Linked DNA regions of Bos taurus: region 1 is linked to region 2. The links are chromatin contacts, called in public Hi-C maps. All regions are on one chromosome and are shown on one strand. The core of a region is the stretch at or near the end of the contact, and the rest is flanking DNA. Distances in the headings are between cores, read along the strand shown. Region 1 holds the start of COTL1 (coactosin like F-actin binding protein 1). Region 2 has its middle 16 kb from the start of MEAK7.

The links. Hi-C and Micro-C count contacts between places; a contact is called where the count stands out from the background.
Region 1: a contact with region 2 is called in a Hi-C map of liver, with 4 times the contacts expected there. The contact joins the promoter of COTL1 here to the enhancer-like site in region 2. A contact is called at or near these places in 6 of 11 Hi-C or Micro-C datasets (8-cell embryo, blood, liver and 3 more).

The regions. Positions count from the first base shown.
Region 1 is chr18:10,818,781-10,821,525 of ARS-UCD2.0, forward strand. It overlaps COTL1 (coactosin like F-actin binding protein 1), which reads right to left and starts at 1,344. Exons shown (of 4, transcript NM_001046593.1): 1 at 1,098-1,344; 2 at 747-829. The coding sequence starts at 1,174.
Region 2 is chr18:10,725,267-10,727,966 of ARS-UCD2.0, forward strand. No RefSeq gene overlaps it. Among named protein-coding and RNA genes, the nearest start is that of MEAK7, 16 kb to the left of the region's middle. Within about 2 kb of position 1,260, at least 15 of the 102 cell types and tissues checked have an H3K27ac peak or open chromatin away from gene starts, as enhancers often do. A contact at or near this core is called in liver, where this site is marked.

The DNA.
Region 1 (2,745 bases), core at 94-2,593, 94 kb after region 2:
GGTTGTACATGCATGTGTTTTTTCCACTTACTGGTTCAAGACAACCCAGGGAAAGGCACAAAGTTTACAAATCCTAAAGATTTTGCTTGAAAGATTTCTTATATGTACACACCTGTGTAACTGCCTCCCAAATCAAAATACAGAATATTCCCAACCCCTTGAGACCCCACCCCACCTTCCATATGCCTCCCCCCAGTCAGTGGCTAGCCCGACCACTTTTCTGACTTTTCACGCTACAGATTAGCTTTGCCTTTTCTAAAATTTCACATAAATGGGATCATATGGTATGTACGCTTTCATATTCTGCTCTATATTCTATGAACAAAAACACATCACCAGCACATGGACAATGATTGCAGCAGAAAGGAGAGGGCTGTCGCTAACCATTTCTTTCTCCTTCAATAAGCACCAGGATTGTTTTTATTTTGGCTCTCTGACTAATGAAAGGGGAAACCCGGGAGGGCTGGACCCTGGAGTTTGGAACTCCATGAGTTAACGGTGGAAAGCTAGTGACCATGGGGGCAAAGGAGCTGTCCCGCCTGAAAAGGTTACTGTGAGAGGGAGGAGGCTGCCGGTCACCTCTGGTTGTTCTGGATGCCCAGAGGAGAGAAGGCTTGTGGAGGCTTTCGAACGCTCCAATCTGGTTCCTCCAGCGCTGGGGGCGCCCAGAGTGGCCTCAGACTCCTCCCTAGCATTGACCTTGTTCCAAAAGACCGGGAGTCCCCCCAGAAGGCGCGTCTCCCTACCTGTGCACTGTTGGATGAAGTCCTGATATTCCGCTCCCTGCTCGCCGGGGACGATGGTGGAGCCGTCATATTTAAAAGTCACCCTTTGGATTGGGAGAAGAGAAAAACACACACATACACATACACATCAACGTTGGTGCCTGAACGGTGCCGAGCTTCCACAGAACAATCTAAAAGATGCTCTGGCTAGCGAAAAGCCAGCGCTGGCTTTCCACGCTGTCCCGGGTTAAGACTGTGGGGAGACCGCACGGGGATGACCCTTAATCCGTCCCGTCTGGAAGACGGCTCAGCGCACCAGGCCCCTTGTGAGCTCAGGCAGCGGGGCTCGAAGAGCAATGCAAAGTTCCTCACCAGATGACGGCCGAGCTGTCGTCGCGCACCAGGTTGTACGCCGTTCGGCAAGCCTCTTTGTCGATCTTGGTGGCCATCGCCGCGGGGCCGCAGTGGGGATACTGTGCTCGCAGCGACAGAAGAGCGCGCTTGGGGCGGGCTGCAGGGAGCGGAGCGGAGCGGGGCGGGGACGCGCGGAAGGCGGGCGGGCAAGCGGGCGGGCGGGCAGCTGGCGACAGCAGCGAGAGAAGGAGAGCTCCGAGCTCCGAGAGCGGCGGTGGCTCCGAGTGCGCTAGGAAAGCGAGCTAGACCCAGGCCACGCAGCCCCGCCCCCCTTCGCCCATTGGCCTCCGAGGACGCATTACGCCCCACCCCCTATCGCTATTGGTCACAGAGCGTGTCGGGGCGTGGCGTCTTTACCCGCCAGCGACCAATCCCAGCCCGAGTGGGTTGCGCAACCCTGAGAAGGGGGCTGGAGAGAGGGGCTTTTTCTCCCTCCTCCCCTCTTCTTCTCCCTCCCCGCTCTTCTCCTCCCTCCTCCTCTTCTTTTCTCCCTCCCCCAACCCTTTCTTGTTCTTCCACTCCCCTAACTCCTCCCCCATTTCCTCCTCCCCAAGCCCTGTTTCTCCTTTCCCTCTCTCTACTCCCTCTCCCTCCTCCCTTCTTGAGTCTCCCTCCTCATTCACTGCCCGCTCCTCGCCTCACCTCCTCCCCTTGCTCTTCCCACTTCCCTAACCCCTTCTCCCTCCTTCCTCCCTATTCCCACCTCCCCTCCCTTCCCTCATCTCCTACCCCAGCCTCCCCTAGTCCTCCTTATTCCCCCAAACAACAACTCCGTTTACCTCCTCCCTATTCCTTGTCTTCAAGCTCTTGTCCTCTCGCCTCCTCTCTCTCTCACTTTGCACCCCCCCCTCCTCCCTATCCCTTCCTCTACCTCCCTCCTCCCCACCAGGGCTCCTGGGCTGCAGAGCTCCACAGGGAAGCTCCACATGGGTGACTTACTGCATCAAACTGCCCTGGCCCAGTGTTGGGCTCCGTGGTTTCTAGGTAGGGAGAAATTGGAAAGAAGTAAGATTGTTAGATAGGAGGGGATAGAAAGTGGACTGCTTCCAAAACACTGGTGGGGTCACTGTTTACTTTACGCTCTGGTTATTTGCATTCACATCTTATCTCCCCCTTTGGGTTCCACTGAGGGCAGGAGCTGACTCATTCTGTCTTCTTCCTTCCCTCACTGACTCAGTCATTCATTCCCTCCTGCAATCATTCCACAAAGACCAGTTACAGGGTTCAGGCAAGTAAAAAGGCTGGACCCCCCAAGACCCGGCTCTTGAATCGCATCCAGTGTTGCCTCTTTTTAACTGTAGGCCTTTGGACAAGCCTCAGAAACTCTCTGATTACCTTCCTCCAATGGAATAGTAATAGTACCGACCACTTTAGATTCGAACATAACTTAGCGACTAAACAACAACTACAACTGACATCATAGGTTTGCTTTATGGTTCATGTTTAATGAAACTTGTCAACAAATATGTTAGACATTCAACAAAAGATCATTGTTGTTGGTTATCAACTAAAATAAATCGTAAATAGAAACCCCAAAGGTCAGGGACAATGTTCAATTAATAATAAAATTAATTCTTAATGGTAAACAAACAAAAATCAATCGAGC
Region 2 (2,700 bases), core at 10-2,509:
AATGAAAGCCCAAAATCCTAACCACTAAGCAACCAGGGACCTCTCAAAGGTTTTACTTTTTTAAACCATTTCCTGTCTCTCTTGGATCAGTTAGGAGACTGTAGGTGGGGTAAAAAGTAGGGCCTGGGGGTGCCTGCCACATGGTGGGAGAATAAAGTGGAGACACACAGCCCAGGGTTTACAAAGGTTGGACCCTAAGACAGTTACTTGGGGTTCTTGCTTCTTCCGGTCCCACCAATGATCCAAGTTAAACACCATCAGTCTCCATGAAGGGGGTCACAGGAAGGAAAAATCCAGGAGGGGGCAGCCAGGGAGAACGGTGAGAGAGCAGACCGTGCCACCCTGTCCAGAGAGCAGCACCAGGCACATGGGGTCTGGAGAGCCTGGCATCACGCATGCGCCCCCACACCCCATGCACCCCACACCCCATGCGCCCCCACACCTGGCCCCACAGGAGGCGCCCAGGATGGAGGCTGGTTGCCCCCAACTCCATCCAGGCCAGTGTCCTTGTAGCTCAGTGAGGTTCCACCAGTTAAGCCAGATCACACCTCTCTTAAAACACTTAAAAAACACTCCAGCAACTTCCCACCAACCAAGGCAGACCCTTTAGGCCCCACGGCAGGGCCAAGCCAGCTCTCCACACCTCAGGGCTGGAGCACACCAACTTCCCCAGCTCACACAGGCCCTTCCATCACCAGGATGAGGGTCCCACTTCCTCCATGCCCTCACCTTCAGGCCTTGGGTCAGAGCCCACCTTCCAGAGACCTTCCTGTCCCCTGCCCCAGATGCCACGGTGAAGGGGAAGCTGAGAGGGTAGTGTCCCTTGAAGATACAACGGGGTTCAAGGGCCGTGTGGGAAAACCTAAGCTGGCCGGCAGGGAAGACCCCAAGGATGAGCCCTGGGGCTCAGGGGGTTAGCCCCATCCCATGACCGCCACCCCCCACCCCAAGGCTTAAGCTCTGCAGTTGATTCCTGTGGCCGCCTCTGGCCTCCAGGGGCACACACAGCAGCCTCCTCCGTGGTATTTTGCGAGCCAGGCGCTCTGTGGGGTTAGTTGCATCCTGGTTTTGCAGTCAGTGTCTGGGAGGTCAACCCAGCCCCTCTCATCACGATAAAGCTCTGGGTTCCTGCTTTTGTGGTGCTCTGTCTTTTTCTTCTTCTCAAAAACCATAAAAGGTGTCACATCCCCCGTTGCACAGGCTCCGCTGGGAGCGCCGTGGGGGCTGGGCCGGCGAGGCCCCTGCAGCCTGCTCACCTGTGCCTCCAGGGGTTGCCTTATAAGGTGAAAAGCAGGCGCCCTGGTGGCTGCGGGTTCAGCCCAGGGCTCAAAGAGGAAGTCCTCAGTTTTGCAGAAGCTTTGCAGGGGTCTCTGCACATCTGGCCTACAAGCCCGCAGCCAGCTCACTACAGGGTGTCTCGGGGTATCTGCTAACAAGCAGGAGTTAAATGCCAAAGACCATGGACACAGGCCTTCCTCCTCCACGGCAGTTAAAACCAGAAGAGACGCTCGGGCCATTCGTCACCAGCAGAAGCAGGCAGCCAGGCAGGAGGGTGCCAGAACATTAGGGGAAGCGGATGAAGCTGCAGCTTGGGCTCTCAACTGTGACACTACGAGTTCATGTCAGCTCCCAGAGAACGATGGGCCAGGCCTGAACTGGGTGCCCAACACGCAGCTCTCACTTAATGCTCCAACAGTGAAACAGCATAAGTACCTCTATTAGTCCCACTTTACAGAGAAGGAAAACTGAGGCTCAGAGGAGGGCAGTGACTTATCTAAGGTTAAGAGAAGTAACTTTTCTACCAGACAACGGGCAAGCGGGAGAGACAGAAGAGGCCCCCAGGAACACCCCTCTGAGAAGGATCACTGTTCATTGCAGCCACGGGCCACGCGTGGCTACCAAGCCTTTTAACTGGTTCCAACCGAGATGTGCTGTGACTGTGAACCCACACTGGAGTTCAGAGTCTTGGGTGTATATTTTTAAATTTTTAAGTTAAGGAAATTTTAATTTTAAAATATCCCCGAATTTTTCAGCTTCATTTTGAAATCAGTATTGATTCATGGGAAGCTGCAAAAACAGTACCCAGAGGTCCTGGTATCCTTTGCTCCGTTTCATATGGGGACATCTTATGTAGTTACCGTAATTACTGTACAGAATCAAAACCAGGAAACTGACATATGTGTGTATAATGCCTTTCATCACATGCGTAGATTCATGTAACCACCACCACGATCAAGATATCGGACTCTTCCCATACCACAAAGGTCCCCCTTGTGCTATCTTTCCTTGATTATAAAGTAGAGATGACGAGTTGAAATATTATCAATTGTGTTGGGTTACAAAAAAGCAGATCATTAAGGGACTTGCCCAGCGGTCCAGTGGCTGAGACCCCACACTCCCAGTGCAGGGGGTACGGGTTCAATCCCTGCTCAGGGAACTAGATCCTACGTAACACAACTAAGACCCCGTACGGTCAAATGTAAGAAATACTTTTTTTTTTTTAACGAGATCATTAAGATTAATGTTGCCCGCTTCTTTTCACTTTGAAAATGTGCCACTATATTAGAATCATGTACGGGGCTTGCCCCCTTCCTGTGAACAGCTCTGGCTTAGAAGTTCAGACCCAGCTTGGCCATTAGAACAGGTCACCTGACTTCCCTGAGCCTGGCTCCTCTGGAGCAGACCAGGCTTTCAGAGTAA